Regions from separate parts of the Sus scrofa genome. Here region 2 is linked to region 1. Evidence: chromatin contacts called from public Hi-C data. All regions are on one chromosome and are shown on one strand. The core of a region is the stretch at or near the end of the contact, and the rest is flanking DNA. Distances in the headings are between cores, read along the strand shown.

Region 1 (6,720 bases), core at 881-3,380:
AGTCAAACTTTTAAAAGCAGAATTCAGAAAAATAAAAATAAAAGGATATATAACATTTTATAATTTATGTAAAACAACTCTAAGAACTTGGCTCTTATTCATCAAGATCTTGATTGTAGCTTATTAATTTCCATTATTTAAAAATAATTATATTTTAAAGATTGATTTCTTAACTTTTTCCAATAAAACTCTACATTCAACAAAATTGGAAATGAGAAAAGTGATCACATCTGTATGATTCTTTATTTAATACCCTATTTCTGTAATTTCTTGGGAAGTTACATCAGGGGAAAGCAAGAAAGGCATTAACCTGTGGGAAATATAATGGAAATTCATGCACAGTCTGACATAAGAGGAAGGTAGCTGGAGGTATGTCCTGTTTGTCTTAGGGAAGTCAGCCTGGTGTCTGGCAATTTGCCAAAGATAACTATAAGTTAACAAGAATCATCAAGAACTGACTATATATTATTATGTATGTGTTTTTTATTATAATAAAAATATTCTCATGAAAAAGGTTGAATCATATTCTGAAGATCATTTTATATCAACTATAACTGTGTAAATTAAATTTTTTTTTCTTTCATTTTGGGCCACCCCAAGACATATGGAGTTCCCAGGCCATGGATCAGATTGGAGCTGTCGTTGCAACAACTTAAGCCATAGCTGCAGCAATGCCAGATCTGTAACCCACTGTGCTGGGCCAGGGATGGAAACTGCCACCCAGAGCTCCTAAGATGCTGCCAATCCCATTGTGCCACAGCAGGGAACTCCGTGTAAACTAAATTTATTGTTATAGCTCATCGTGGATTTTTAGAATATGTTCAACAAAGCATATATAAATACTCAAAAAGTTTTTGACTCAGTGACCTAATACTGAGAAAAATGATAATATTCATTAACACTGCCAAATACATGCACAGCCACAATCATTTCAGCTATATACTCTGCTAGCAAATCACAGAATTAGTAAGAGTGAACGAAATATGGTAAACAATCATAATCTCTCATGTTCTCCAAACAAAGCTATTTGACAAACTCTACTTTCTCTCATGGCAGTCTTTCCCAATTACAGAATAAAAGTCAACACTGAACAATAAGTGAAGCATTAAAGAGTTAACTGTTTCTATTTAAGCAGGCAGTGATGCTGGAACTGATAGTGCCTTTTTCTGGCATGAACCTCTACTGCTGTTGGCCACATGTTTGAACAAGTCTGCTAATGACAACCAGAAACCACATTTCAGTTTTTTGGTAAAAGCATTTAAGAACAGTAAAAAACTCATGATGTGAATTTTTTTAAAAAGCCATACTGGGAGTTCTGTCGTGGCACAGCGGAAACTAATCCGACTAGGAACCATGAGGTTGCAGGTTCAATCCCTGGCCTTGCTCAGTAGGTTAAGAATCAGGCGTTGCTGTGAGCTGTGGTGTAGGTCGGAGACGTGGCTCACATCTGGTGTTGCTGTGGCTGTGGTGTAGACTGGCAGCTGTAGCTCCGATAAGACCCATAGCCTGGGAACCTCCATATGGCACAGGTACAGCACTAAAAAGCAAAGCAAAAAAAAAAAAAAAAAAAGCCACACTGAAGTGACATTTCAGAAACAAAAGTCTACATTCTAACTTTGGATCATAGAAAACTAGAGAAAGATGTGTCTGCTCACTTACAGGTGAGGAACTTGAGGCCCAGAGGTGTTAGGTGACTTGCTAATAGCTGTATGCAATTTCTTAGGTAAAATAAATCTGTCAGTTTTATAAGAGCTCTTATCAAAGCTCAGCATACTATTTCAGTCCGGAAAAAGAGAACGGAGTTAGAGGGCAGTGGGTGAGTGACAAAAGAGCAAAGTGTTATGAGGGTCACCTGTTTTTGTTTTGCTGCTATTCCTTCATTTATGTCGCAGAAACAAACCAGTAAAGCAATCAGAGAGCTGGCCTTTGAAAGTCCAAGTTCAATACACTATTTTAACAGTATTATTCTGTTACTTTAATAAATAAAGCCAAGCTGTCACCTTGGATGGTGGCAGGCAAAAGTGTTGCTAGTAGGAGAAGAAAGTATTTCCAAATGTTGAGTATGTCCACAAGCTGGACTTTACCCCATAAAGGACGGTGCCAAGCCTGGAGCCAACGTCAACCAAGACCTTTCCCGACAGATCAGGGAGCACGTGATGATAAATGAACTTCAATTCCATGAGAGAGAAGGAATGAGAAATAAACCCTGGAGAATTAGAACAGAGTAAACATTAAATTTTGCTGGGGGATTAACAATTCTATTCTGCATTTCTAATCCTTTCACCTATAAAGTATATTTCATGTTTTTCTTCATTAATGAAAGCCATTCAGAGCTGATTTAGAAAAAAAAAATCAATGTGGTAATATTGCAGTCACTCTGAGCTGTATGACACAAGAACAAACACGAAGTCTATGACATTTAAGAGGCCCCCAGGGAATTGCTACTCAGCTGCCTGTCCCACCCTGGTGCCCTGCATTTCCCTCTTGCTCCTGCTTTAGGCTGTCCTTGGTTTTTCCCTTCCTCTTTCCCTACGAGGAGTTACAGTTATCTGGGCTGGCCTGGGTACCCAGTCACTATTTACAACCTGATTTTTATGGGAAAATGGATCTTAATCTCCAAATTTTTGTCAAACATAGGTCTTCTATAAATTTCTACAAATTATGGTGTTACGGTGTTAGAATATAATTACAATTCACTTTTTAGTTTTGCCTCTATTGTTCTCATCTGAGTCCTTTTCTATTCTGTGAATTTCAACTACTTCAAATGGAAATCTTAAGTACTATCTAACAACAGAATCTTAAACCAGTCAACCTGGGCAGTTTAATCCCCCAACTATAAGTACAATATATTTGTATTAACAACATATTTCAAATTTGGTAGTAGTAAACTGTTGAGAATGATATTATCTGAGATCAATAACATGAGAACAGTATTACTTACCTACTCTAAGCAATACCTCTAAATCTAAGTGAGCAGGGAGACTGAAATAGCATGTTTAAAATAATAGCCCAGAGGGAGTTCCCACTGTGGTGCAGTGGGTTAATGATCTGGCTTGTCTCTGTGGATGCTCGGGTTCTACCCCCAGCCTGGCACAGTGGGTTAAGGATCTGGTGTTGCTGCAGCTGTGGTACAGGCTGCAGCTCTGGCTGGGATTCAATCCTGGCCTGGGAACTTCCATATTCTGTGGGGATGGCTGAGAAAAAAAAGAGAGAAGAGAGAGAAAGGAGAAAAAGTAATAGCCTAGACAATCATATCATCTGAATAAAAAAAATATTGTGAACAGAAGAGTTTAACATCTTAGCAGCATGGAGTCAGTCATAGCTTTCTAGTTGAAACATGGGTGCCTCATCTAAAAGACAGAGATGTAGTAGATCTATCACAAGAGATGTTCTGTGTTACGGACTGCAGATGCTCCACTAGGTCAAATCATGGCCTCAACAAACTCTCAAGAGTATCTAACTCTGTTTTCTGAGTCTATGACCATTTGACAATATCCGATTACCATCTGACTTCTCAAGTAGATATCTCTAGAGGAGAATGTTTTTGGGCCCCTTGACAGTTATATTTCTCACTGAAGTAAATCAGCATTATGGTTAAATATGAATCTCTTTGGAGTATGGAAAGTTTGAGTCAGTTTCCCTGTATTCAACCGTTTCCGATTAGTTTGTGGACCTGAAAAGTCACCTCTGATTGAAGATGTTCAGTGAAAAGCAGAAATACCCTCCTGGGAGACATGAAGTGGTCTAGCCTTTCTTGAAAATGTTTCTATTTAGTTTCCCTGACTGCAATCATTGGTAATGGCTATGCTGTAGGTTGGCCTTTTTTTTGTCTTTTGTCTTTTGTCTTTTGTTGTTGTTGTTGTTGCTATTTCTTGGGCCGCTCCCGCGGCATATGGAGGTTCCCAGGCTAGGGGTTGAATCGGAGCTGTAGCCACCAGCCTATGCCAGAGCCACAGCAACGCGGGATCCGAGCCGCATCTGCAACCTACACCACAGCTCACGGCAACGCCAGATCCTTAACCCACTGAGCAAGGGCAGGGACCAAACCCGCAACCTCATGGTTCCTAGTCGGATTCGTTAACCACTGCGCCACGACGGGAACTCCCAGGTTGGCCTTTTTGCTTTCAAAAACAGTGAACGTTTGGTCAAGAATTTGCAAGCTCATGACATGTAAGGACACATGGAGTCGTCAGGTTTGTAGGCTTGAATGCCCACCTAAGGGCGCTGTCTGGTGTGAGCCGCACACCATACAGTAGTTTCTGCTCATTTTTCCTTGCTCACATAATGAATCAATAAAGTCTTCATCATAAAGGAATGCATCAACGTGAACTGTGGGTTCTGGCTGCTGCTGTATCTGGTGGAGAGAAGAAAAACATCAAAAGAAACAAAGTACAAAAGAAGTCTCTTTTATTGCTAAATAAGGCAAAACATCAGTGGTTCATATGCTGAAATTCTGAGAGCAACAACAAAGCCCAGAAAGACAAGTTTCGCTATGGAAGTCAGCAACTCTGCTCTTCTTTTATTTCTGAGACACAAGCAACTTGTTATTTGACCTGTCATGATGTAAAACATGGCTATGAGAAAGAGGAATAATTGAAAAAGGATATGGAGACCATCTTGTCCATTCTGAGTAGTGTATTTCACAAATAAAAAAACTGATACCCAGAGAGGATTCTCCAAAGAAATGATAATAGTTAGTTAAGACGGGGAAGAGTTGAAGTTTCCTGGTGGTTCAGTGTTTCACTGTTGTGGCTCGGGTCGCTGCTGCAGCGTGGGTTCCATGCCTGGCCAGGGCATGGCCCCCCAAAAAGGGGGGGAGTGGAAACTAACACTAGGTCTTCTAGTACATGCTGGTGTCTTGCCCAACAAATCACTTAACAAGTAATTCTTCTTCTGCATAGAAGCAAAGTTTACAAATAATAAAAATGTTAGTAAAACTTCATGCTTACAAATAATAACCCTTTATTAATACTGGTGGTACATAATATAGTAAGCGGCAACAGGGAGTTCCCACCGTGGCTCAGTGGTTAACGAACTCGACTAGGAACCATGAGGTTGTGGGTTTGATCCCTGGCCTTGCTCAGGGGGTTAAGAAACTGGCGTTGCTGTGAGCTGTGGTGTAGGTCGAAGATGTGGCTTGGATCCCGCATTGCTGTGGCTCTGGCGTAGGCTGGCAGCTGTAGCTCTGATTCGACCCTAGCCTGGGAATCTCCATATGCCACTGGAGCAGCCCTAAAAGACAAAAAACCACAAAAAAACAAACAAACAAAAAATGTAAGTGGCCACAGAGAAAAAATGTCTGATTCATTCTACTTTAGTGGTAATGCTTGGAAATTCTCAAAATTATATCTACACACATACACAAATTTATAAGTATGTACAATGTACGAACATATAAAAGGACCAGAAGGAAACAAGGGAAGAGAAAAACAATTTGGGGGGATGGGGACTCTGGGCCCAGCAATAACATACAATGAACACTTCATGACACTGATAAGACTGTTTAATTAATAACATCCAAACTATGTTATAAATATTTCTCTCAGTTTTTATACTATCCAGTTTTCCTCCTGTGAATGACTGGATATTTACTAAGATTTACTGAATGTTCATGACGTGCACATAACTACTCAAAATGTACAGGATTTAGTGTCTCTGCTCAGGAATTTACATGCTGAAAAACCACATGGAGGACTGCTACTTTCAGATTACTGGAAGAAGAAGAAATTATGAGCTTTGCTTTAGGAAACAATATTCATGGCATATGTATCCCATAAAAGTTGGGATCTGGAGGGTTGTCTGGAGAGGACAACTGAGAACTAAATAATCTTAGGAATAAAGGAATGGAAGAATAAGCAAAAACTGTGCAATGCAAAAGCAGGAGAGGGAAACAAAGGGGGTGAACTTCACCCTTGATAAAAGCCAGGGAAATGGAACAGGGAAGAGAAAACTAGGACAATGATGTAGGCAGGGACAGATATTGCTGGGCCTTGATTTGAGGGGTTTGGAGAGGTGGGTCATTGAGAGCTTGTCAAACAGGACACCCTCTAAAAACATCTGTTGAACCAATGGTACTAGCGAATCAGAGAGTTATGGACTCAAAAGAATTGAGCACATGGTTGAAGCACCAAATGAAAAAGCAGAATTCAGGACTAATTAGACTGGAGAGGTAATGGGGTTAGGGAGGAACAGGCAAATCCTCATGTAGCACAAAGAGTAAATTAATATAATATACTTACTTTTTGGAGGGCAAGCTGTTCAGAGGAAAGCATGGTTTCTAGAGGTAAGCAATTTCGAAGGTCTTCTGCTATATTTTTCAACATAATATCATTATTGTCTTGAGTGAATTCATCAAAATCTCCTGGAAAAAAAAAAAGGCAAGAAATAGCTTTTATGATTGTAGTCATACCTAGACTGCGATCATAATGGATGAGTATTTTCCATTCAACAGCATCAATTTTTAACAATAAACCTTCTAACCAATGAAATATTCAAATTCTAACAAACGTTCCATTGAAAACAGAGTTTTTTCCTTTTCCCAAACTGCTTAAAAATATAAAATTTGACTAATTTAATTTGCTGTAGACAACATAGGCATTTTAAAAATATAAAACTTTTTACTACTTTATGTAGTACTTTCACTACTTTATTTATTTATTTATTTATGGTCTTTTCAGGGTCATACCCGTGGCATATGGAGGTTCCCAGGTTAGGGGTCTA
Region 2 (7,741 bases), core at 3,106-5,605, 73 kb before region 1:
CAGCTAAAGGCAACACTGGATCCTTAACCCACCGAGTGAGGCCAGGGATCGAACCTGCATCCTCATGGATACTAGTCAGATTTGTTTCCGCTGAGCCACAACGGGAACTCAAGTCTTTTTTTATAACAGTTACTCTAACATTTGTGAGGTGATATCCCATCAAGATTTTGATTTGCTTTTCCTTGATAATTAATGATGTAGAGCATCTGCTGGCTCTCTGTATTTCTTCTCTGGAAAAATACCTATTCAGATCTTCTCTCCATTTTTAAATCAAATTGTTTTGGTTTTTTTGCTATTGAGTTGTATGAGCTCTTTACATATTTTGAATATTAGCGCCTTAACAAATATAATATTTATGAATATTTTTTCCTACTTATCAGGTTACATTTTCATTTTGTTAATGATTTCCTTTGCTGTGCAGGAGCTTTTTAGTTTTTGGTGCCAGATGCAAAAAATCACCACAAGATCTATGTTAAGGAGCTTACCACTTATGTTTTCTTCTAGGAGTTTTATGTTTTCAGGCCTTATGTTCAAGTCTTCAATCCATTTGGAGTTAATTTTTGTGTATGGTGTAAGACAGTGGCCCAGTTTCATTCTTTTGCTCCTTAGCTTATGCATTCATCTAAAGTTAATGTGCTATTTTTAATGAATCTTTTTTACTTATGAAAAACAAGTCAAACAAGAGTTAGCAATTAGTTAAAGAGCATATAGTTAAAACAAACAAAATAAAGGAGTTCGTACTGTATAATCACTAAGGATCCATTTTCCTGCCTCAAATAACTCAGGGTCTGTGAAAAGAAAAAATGTGATGCAATAAATATATTGCATTACAGTGCAATAACTGCAGATGTTACACTAGATAAAATGGAGGGGGTGACCACTCCTGCTAGAAGGCCAAAGGAGGAAGTGTTGGCTATAATATCAATTAAGATAGACAAAATACGACTTAGCAATTAAAAGGTCACTGGCAACCTCTACTAACCAGAGTTAGAGGCAAAAGTTACTTTGCACCGTGCTGAGAACTGAACAAGGTCAGGGAGGTGTAGCAAAATTCTTTAAAACTGAGTTTTCTCTAAAGTTATATTCAAGAAATCAAAAACCTAAGCAAATAGGTGATCTTCAGACAAATACAACAGAAAGTGTTCAAAATAATGCATGTAAAGAATAATCTTCAAACAAATTTACATAAACCAACTCAGGATTTAATGTCTTAGTGAAAACAGGTTTCCTTCATAGTTTCTCCAGACTTGTGGCAAGGGTCAGATTACCATAATCTGCAGAACACCATATACCATCGACCAGGAATGCATTTTTAGAAAGATCTCTTTCCATAATCATCTGAGAGAAAGAGAAAGTAATCCAAATTTTAACACAATGGCAGTCTTCTTCCAATTTTGCTAATTCAAAGTGATAAACATTAACACCCAAGAACACCAATAGTTTTGCTTTGCTCAGGATAAATGATCAAAATAGCTCTGTTGCCAAACTATGCCTCTCCTAAACTGCCTGTAATTTCCAAAAATCCAAACACTTCAGCACAGAGAAAACAGAAAACAAAAAACTAGTTTTTTTTGTTTAACTCTAAAATCGTAAGACTACATAGGATATTAACGGAAGGTAGGTTTGGAATACCAAAAGTCTCTTCTTTTATTTGGCATTTTAGCATTCTCCACGATTATAACAACTCTTAGGTTCCTCACCAAGAACCTAAGTATATGAAAAGTGTTTAATTCAAGAAGGATAGTGGCCATATTCATGCACCCTGCTCAAGTGAGAAGAGTGTCTCAGAAAGATAAGACTGCTCCAAGGGAGAAAGGTTTGAAATTTAAGCCCATTTCCTATTTTGTTGACACTTTCATTAAACACAATTTTTAAAAAAAAAATCAGCAATTACCAAAGATTTTAATTAAACCTCTTTAAAAATAAGACATCATCCTTGTCAAGTTACCTAACCCAAGTTCACCTAAGTAGTTACAAAAGTGAACTCTATTTGAGTAACAAACAAGTCTGTACAGGAGCAAAATAAGATGTATACTCCTACTTAAAAGTACTGTCTGCTGGAAAAACTTCTCTAGATATCACATGTTTTACCTGTAGCTTCTTCTGTGGAGCTGAAGAAAAAGAAGGCTTACTTAAAATAGAAGCCCCAAAGAACTCTTTTCTATCTTCACTACTCATTTCTCCGACAGATGCGGCGTTTGCCTGAAGCCCTCCCTCCGTGAATCCCCCACTCAGAAAAGGTGCCTCCTACACACAGTTTACTTGGTTGCTGTTAACTCTCGGTTTCTAAGCCACAAAGGGATTCCTTCTGAGTAGAGAGGATAAAGCACAAGAAAGAGGGAGGATCAGGCTGTTTCAGCGATGGATCAATTCAGGTTCTCACTTGGAGATCCTGTTTAAACACAGCTCTAAAACACCCCGTCGTTAAGTGACACGGGACAAGAGGATCTCTTGGGAAAAACCAGGCGAGGACCTAAAAATTTAGGGGTTGAAACTACACACGCAGTAGCTCCTCCGGATTCATATCAAAACAATAGCGAGTGGCACATGTCAGGCGGCCCACATGCGCAGGGGGATAAAGAAGAAGCTGACTGGGGTTGGAGTTGAACTTGTCTTAACCCCCTCCCCCAACCCCCTCCGGCGCTCTCCAGGCTTCGCAAAAGTGAAAACGAGGGGGCGCCCGGGGCCCTGCTCTCCCGCACCTCCTCTTCCCCCGCCCAGCCCCGACTTCTTCCTCACCCGGTCTCCCGGGGCGGAGACGCTGAGTTCCCCGGGGCCGGGAGTTAGTCACCAAGAAGAGGCGGTGACAGAGCGCACGGCTCGCTTAGCACACTCCGAGGCCTAGCCTCATCGGACACCGGAGGCAGCCGGCGGAGGCTCTCCCGGGCCCCCTGGCCCCCGGCCCGCTGGGGAGCCCCCTCCTTCCCCGAGTCCCAACTCCGCTCCGCCCCCGCCCCTACCCTAGGCAGCTCCAACGTCAGGCTCTACTCCAGACCAAGGAAACAACGCCCAGCCCGGCCGTTTCCTGCCCCCAGGGGCGGGGATTCCCTCCCGGGGCCGGGGGACGGCGGCTCCGCGCCGCTGACCCGAGCGGGGATCCCCTCGGCCGCCAGGCGGGGATCCCGGAACTGGCCCCGGAGCGCGCGTGTGGCCGCGGCGGGGAGGGGCGAGGCGGGGAGTTTCCGCCGCTCGGCTGCCGGGCGGCTGCCGCGACTGGAAGCTGTCCCCGCGGCCGGCCTGGGACCCGAGGCTACTCTGCCCGGGCCGGCTCTACCCACGCGCGCCGCGGCCAGTGGGGCCAGCCGGGGGCCCCGCGCAGTCACTGGTTGGGCTCGGGGGCCAAAGAAACGCGGGCCCGCGACCACCCGTCACTTTCCCGTCGCCCCACCAGAAGCCCAGAGCGAGAATAAGGAAAGAGACAAAAGGACGTGGGGGAGAGAGTCCACACACTCCCTCGCACCCCCCGCGCCCGGCCCTTACTCGTAGTGGCGGAAGATCTCGTTGGTGACTTTACAGTAGAAAACTTCCTCGTCGGGCCGTAGGTCCGCGGGCGGCTTCTGTCTCACAAACGGCTTTCGGTGTAGCAGCGGCATCTCGTGTCCGCCCGCGGGCTCACCCGGACCCTCGGCCGCCCGCGCCGGCCCCGCTTCCCTATCAAAATTGGAGGGAAAGGAAAGCCGGTAAGGTGGGGAGCGCTCGGCGGCGGCGTGGGCCGGTCCGCGCGCCGGGGAAGCTCGACTGCCTTTTGTGTGACTGACGCGCCGCGACTGCCACCGGAGCCGAGGTCGCTCCTGTCGCGGCCGGGGTATCGAAAGAGCGGAGCCGCCCCACCTCCGCACGCCCGGCTGCCGGCTCACAATGGGGCCGGACGCCCGGCCGCGGGCGGGCAGTGCGGGAGCGACGGCGGCCCCCTCCCCCGCGCCCTCTCCCAGCCCGCGGCCGCCGCCGCCGCGGGGCTCACAACGTGCTCGGCGCGCAGCCGGCCGGCCCGACGCCGCGAGGGAGCTCGCTGCGGGCGGACCCCGGAGTCACTCCGCTTTGTTCCCCCGCTCTCCTCCACTTCGCTGCCGGCGTCGGCCGGCTCCCGAGCGACCACACGGAGCCCCTCACCTGCAAGTACGCCGGCTGCCACTTCTCCACCTTCTCAACTACAAAGGCGGCGAGGGGAGGCTCTGTCCCCCCCGGGGGGTCGCTTCCCGCCGGCCCCGCGGCGCTGCTGGCCGCCGCTTCTCCCGCTGCCACGGCCTGGCTCCGCGCGGGGAATCGCGTCCCACCGCCACTTCCCCGCCTCTCCGAGCTCCTGGGAAGTTTCTGATCTACTTTCGGCTCCGAAGGAGGAAGAGCTGTTGGGAGGAGCTTTTCACTTCTCGCTTCTACCTTTTTATTGGCTACTCGATGACTTTTACAGCCTGTCACTGATACAGGAAGAGACGGCGGAGAGCCTGGGAGAGCTACATTATTAATTAATAGAGCAACCCCTTGTGAAGAATCAGAAGCATCCTCCATGTTTGCGATTATCAACCCAAAGATCTGCGAAGAGCGCTGGGGTTTCATAAACACGCGACTAACAAAGTAAAGCCTTCCTCTTCAAGTCTGGCACCAGCGCTTGGTTCCGCGATGGGAAAAGGAGTCCTATTGAGATTTAACTTTTATTTTAAGGAAGGGAAGAGGGAGGAGAAATAAGAAGTGGAAAATATTTTGATATTTTCTAATTCAAAATTAGAGTTCTCATGTCTAAAAAATAATTTGCTTATGTAAAACCTTCACCTTGAAAATACCTTTCTTGACAGCAATGCTCTTTACTACTAAGGACAATTCAAAGACCTAAAAAAGTATGTCGGAAAATGTCATCATGCCTATAGGGCCCCCTCGTATTTAAATTAAAAAGTAGTATTTAGAAGAATACGGCGCTGAAAACATTCTGCAAGGGATCAGTATTTAATTCAATAATTCGGAATTTTAAAGATTGTGGATTTACTAGTGAAATTTTCCCTAAAACGACTTTCCCATATCAATGATTTCCATATGTGAAACTAATTTTAATGATATAATGTGACTTTCGAATTTAAAAGAATTTTCCAAAACTACAAATAACTTTAAATGTTTGCCAGCTTTATATTAAATGGTCTTTTTGGCGACAACCTTTGACATTTGCTTACTTGCATATTAACATGTAAGAATGGGCCTAAAAGACAATTTGAAGAGCAGCCATTCAACAAAGGATGTAACTAATTACTAATATTATGAAATGATCTCAGTCGTAGAAACAATGTGGGATCATCTTTGTTTCTTCAAATTAAGTACATATGTGTACTGGAGCAGAAAATGTAAGGGATCTATTCAAATCTCAAGAGTTGTCATTTTTAAACTTCTTTTAAGATACTTTTACGTGGCTAGAAAAATTTTGTGATTCAAAAATCATTAATAAAATTAATGCATCTTAGTGTATAGTCAAAGAGGCTTGGACATACTTTCAGGGGTTAGTAAGTATATTCCTCTGGATAAACTTCAAAAAATTACCCACTCAAAGATTTGAAGTTTTAAACTGGCCACCCACTAGTACACTGAGTGACACTATAGAATTCCTTACCTAGAAAGTAATTTTCCAGGTGAAAAACTTAGAGCCAACAAAGATAGACTCATAACAGGGACAAGGAGGATGGATAATTTTCAACCAATATTGAAGCATCGCTCTCACAGTTCAAAATCCCAACTTAACTCTCAAGCTAAAAATGGGTGAAATTTTATCTGAATATATAGTATTTATATTCCTTAGGTCTGTTTGTTAAGCCGCTAAAATCTCATTAAAATCATGATCAAAAATAGTAATGTTGATTTTGTTTCTATTAAATACAATTTTTTAAAGAATTGGATTCTCTTTTTGTACTAACCTAAAATTGAAATTTTATTCTACTTGAAAAAACACTATCATCTCAATTTCCCTACTACCATACTCAAATTTCAATACCATCATAACCCAGTTCTCTCAGTTACACTAAGATTTTAATTTGATTCATAGTTATTATTTCAGAACATGTTCAGTAAATAACTAACATTAAAAAGTTTAGTTTTTATGTGTTTATAATGTTTGATCGAATTGATAGCATATTAAGCTAACTTAAAATAACACTTCTCTTAAAGTTATCCTACACGTTTACTACTAAAAGCTTACCTAATATTTATTTCATATTTTGGTGTCATGATCACCTCTTTGCTTTATTAATTATTACTTCTAGGCCATTGAGAGTGAAAACTCACTTGCTATATTCAGAAAGTAAAGGATGCTGTCATGTAATAGGGCTTTGTGTGGAAAAAAAATGGATATATTGTAAACTATAAAAGTTAAGGTATCACAAAGAAAAAAGAAAACAATGAAATTAAGTCCTTAACAATTAAGTTAAACATTTTTCCTCCATTTATGTGCCAAGTCACTGTACTTCCTCATGCAAGGGATACAACACAAATGTATCCTATCCTGGCCTCAAAAAATGTACAATCTTATATGGAAGAGATGATGTAAAGACAAATAACAGATACAAGAATTATTTGAGTCCTGATGATCATAAGTAGTGTAATGCAAAAAGAGAAGTAATAAAGATTGAAAGAAACTATAGAAGGGGAACCCACGGTCGGTCTTAAATTAAGTCATCCACAGGGCATAATGTGAAGGGCAACAGAAAGCTCATGTTCCACCATATCCCCCCACGCCCCATAGTCTCAAGATCCAACCATCTACACCCTGTCATCCCTTTGTGTAAAGACCCCAGTGGTCCCCACTTATATGTAAAATGTAAATATACTAGTTAGGCAGGACATAATATCATCAACACCTAGTTTACATATTTGAGAAAGTATACTGCTTTAGGTAAAGACAAAACAAGATTATGAAATATGTTTTACAAGCTTGAGCTAGAATACTTTTCCTGTATTCTATTGACTGGTTGAAAAAGGCTTTACTTAGGTGGTTTGGTGAGACAGTAATTACTCAGAACTGAAAGAAACTTTTGGGAACTCTTAATTCTCTCATTTTGTAGCTGAGAAACAGAAGCCCAGGAACTGAAATCTAGGCCCCTGACTCCTTGGTCTAGTTTCTTTAGACGACACTGCTCTTTCCATAATATCTAATTTTCTTGTAGACTCTACTCATGCTGTATCTATAAATAAGCTAAGACAACATTAGAAATCCTTCCTAAACTGCTAAAATGTGGAAGGGGATAAGTTATATATATTACTCATGATCAGAAATAATAATTCTTGGTGGCTCAGTGGTTAACGAATCCGACTAGGAACCATGAGGTTGCGGGTTCAATCCCTGGCCTGGCTCAGTGGGTTAAGGATCTGGTGTCGCCATGAGCTGTGGTGTAGGTCGCAGACGCAGCTCGGATCCAGCATTGCTGTGGCTCTGGCGTAGGCCGGCGGCTACAGCTCTGATTAGACCCCTGGCCTGGGAACCACCATATGCCTTGGTGTGGCCCCATAAAGCCAAAATAATAATAATAATTGAGAATTATCCAGGAAAGCAAAAGGGGTGATAAGAATCTTAAATCTAATTGAAGAGCTGACAAATCCTATCTCCGTGCTTCGGTTAACATATCTAACAAATATAACACTTCATGTCCCTCACCTCTAAGTTGCAGTTATACAAGTATAGCTGAGAATGATGTCTTAAAAATACATACAAAGAATATCTTCAACTTCATAACTCTTGCTTTAGTATCTCTGACACCTGTCTCAGCTCTTC

The links. Hi-C and Micro-C count contacts between places; a contact is called where the count stands out from the background.
Region 2: a contact with region 1 is called in a Hi-C map of liver, with 2.6 times the contacts expected there. The contact joins the promoter of BAZ1A here to the enhancer-like site in region 1. A contact is called at or near these places in 5 of 47 Hi-C or Micro-C datasets (blood, embryonic fibroblasts, liver and 1 more).

The regions. Positions count from the first base shown.
Region 1 is chr7:64,891,926-64,898,645 of Sscrofa11.1, reverse strand. LOC100153150 reads right to left here. Exons shown (of 8, transcript XM_021099173.1): 2 at 6,240-6,361; 3 at 4,216-4,354; 4 at 2,085-2,206. Among named protein-coding and RNA genes, the nearest start is that of SRP54, 18 kb to the right of the region's middle. Within about 2 kb of position 2,130, at least 3 of the 83 cell types and tissues checked have an H3K27ac peak or open chromatin away from gene starts, as enhancers often do. A contact at or near this core is called in liver, where this site is marked.
Region 2 is chr7:64,966,240-64,973,980 of Sscrofa11.1, reverse strand. It overlaps BAZ1A (bromodomain adjacent to zinc finger domain 1A), which reads right to left and starts at 4,355. Exons shown (of 27, transcript NM_001244159.1): 1 at 4,111-4,355; 2 at 3,481-3,651. The coding sequence starts at 3,593. LOC106507712 reads right to left here and starts at 4,554. Exons shown (of 3, transcript XM_021100054.1): 1 at 4,061-4,554; 2 at 3,708-4,005; 3 at 3,613-3,651. The coding sequence starts at 4,554. The coding sequence ends at 3,613.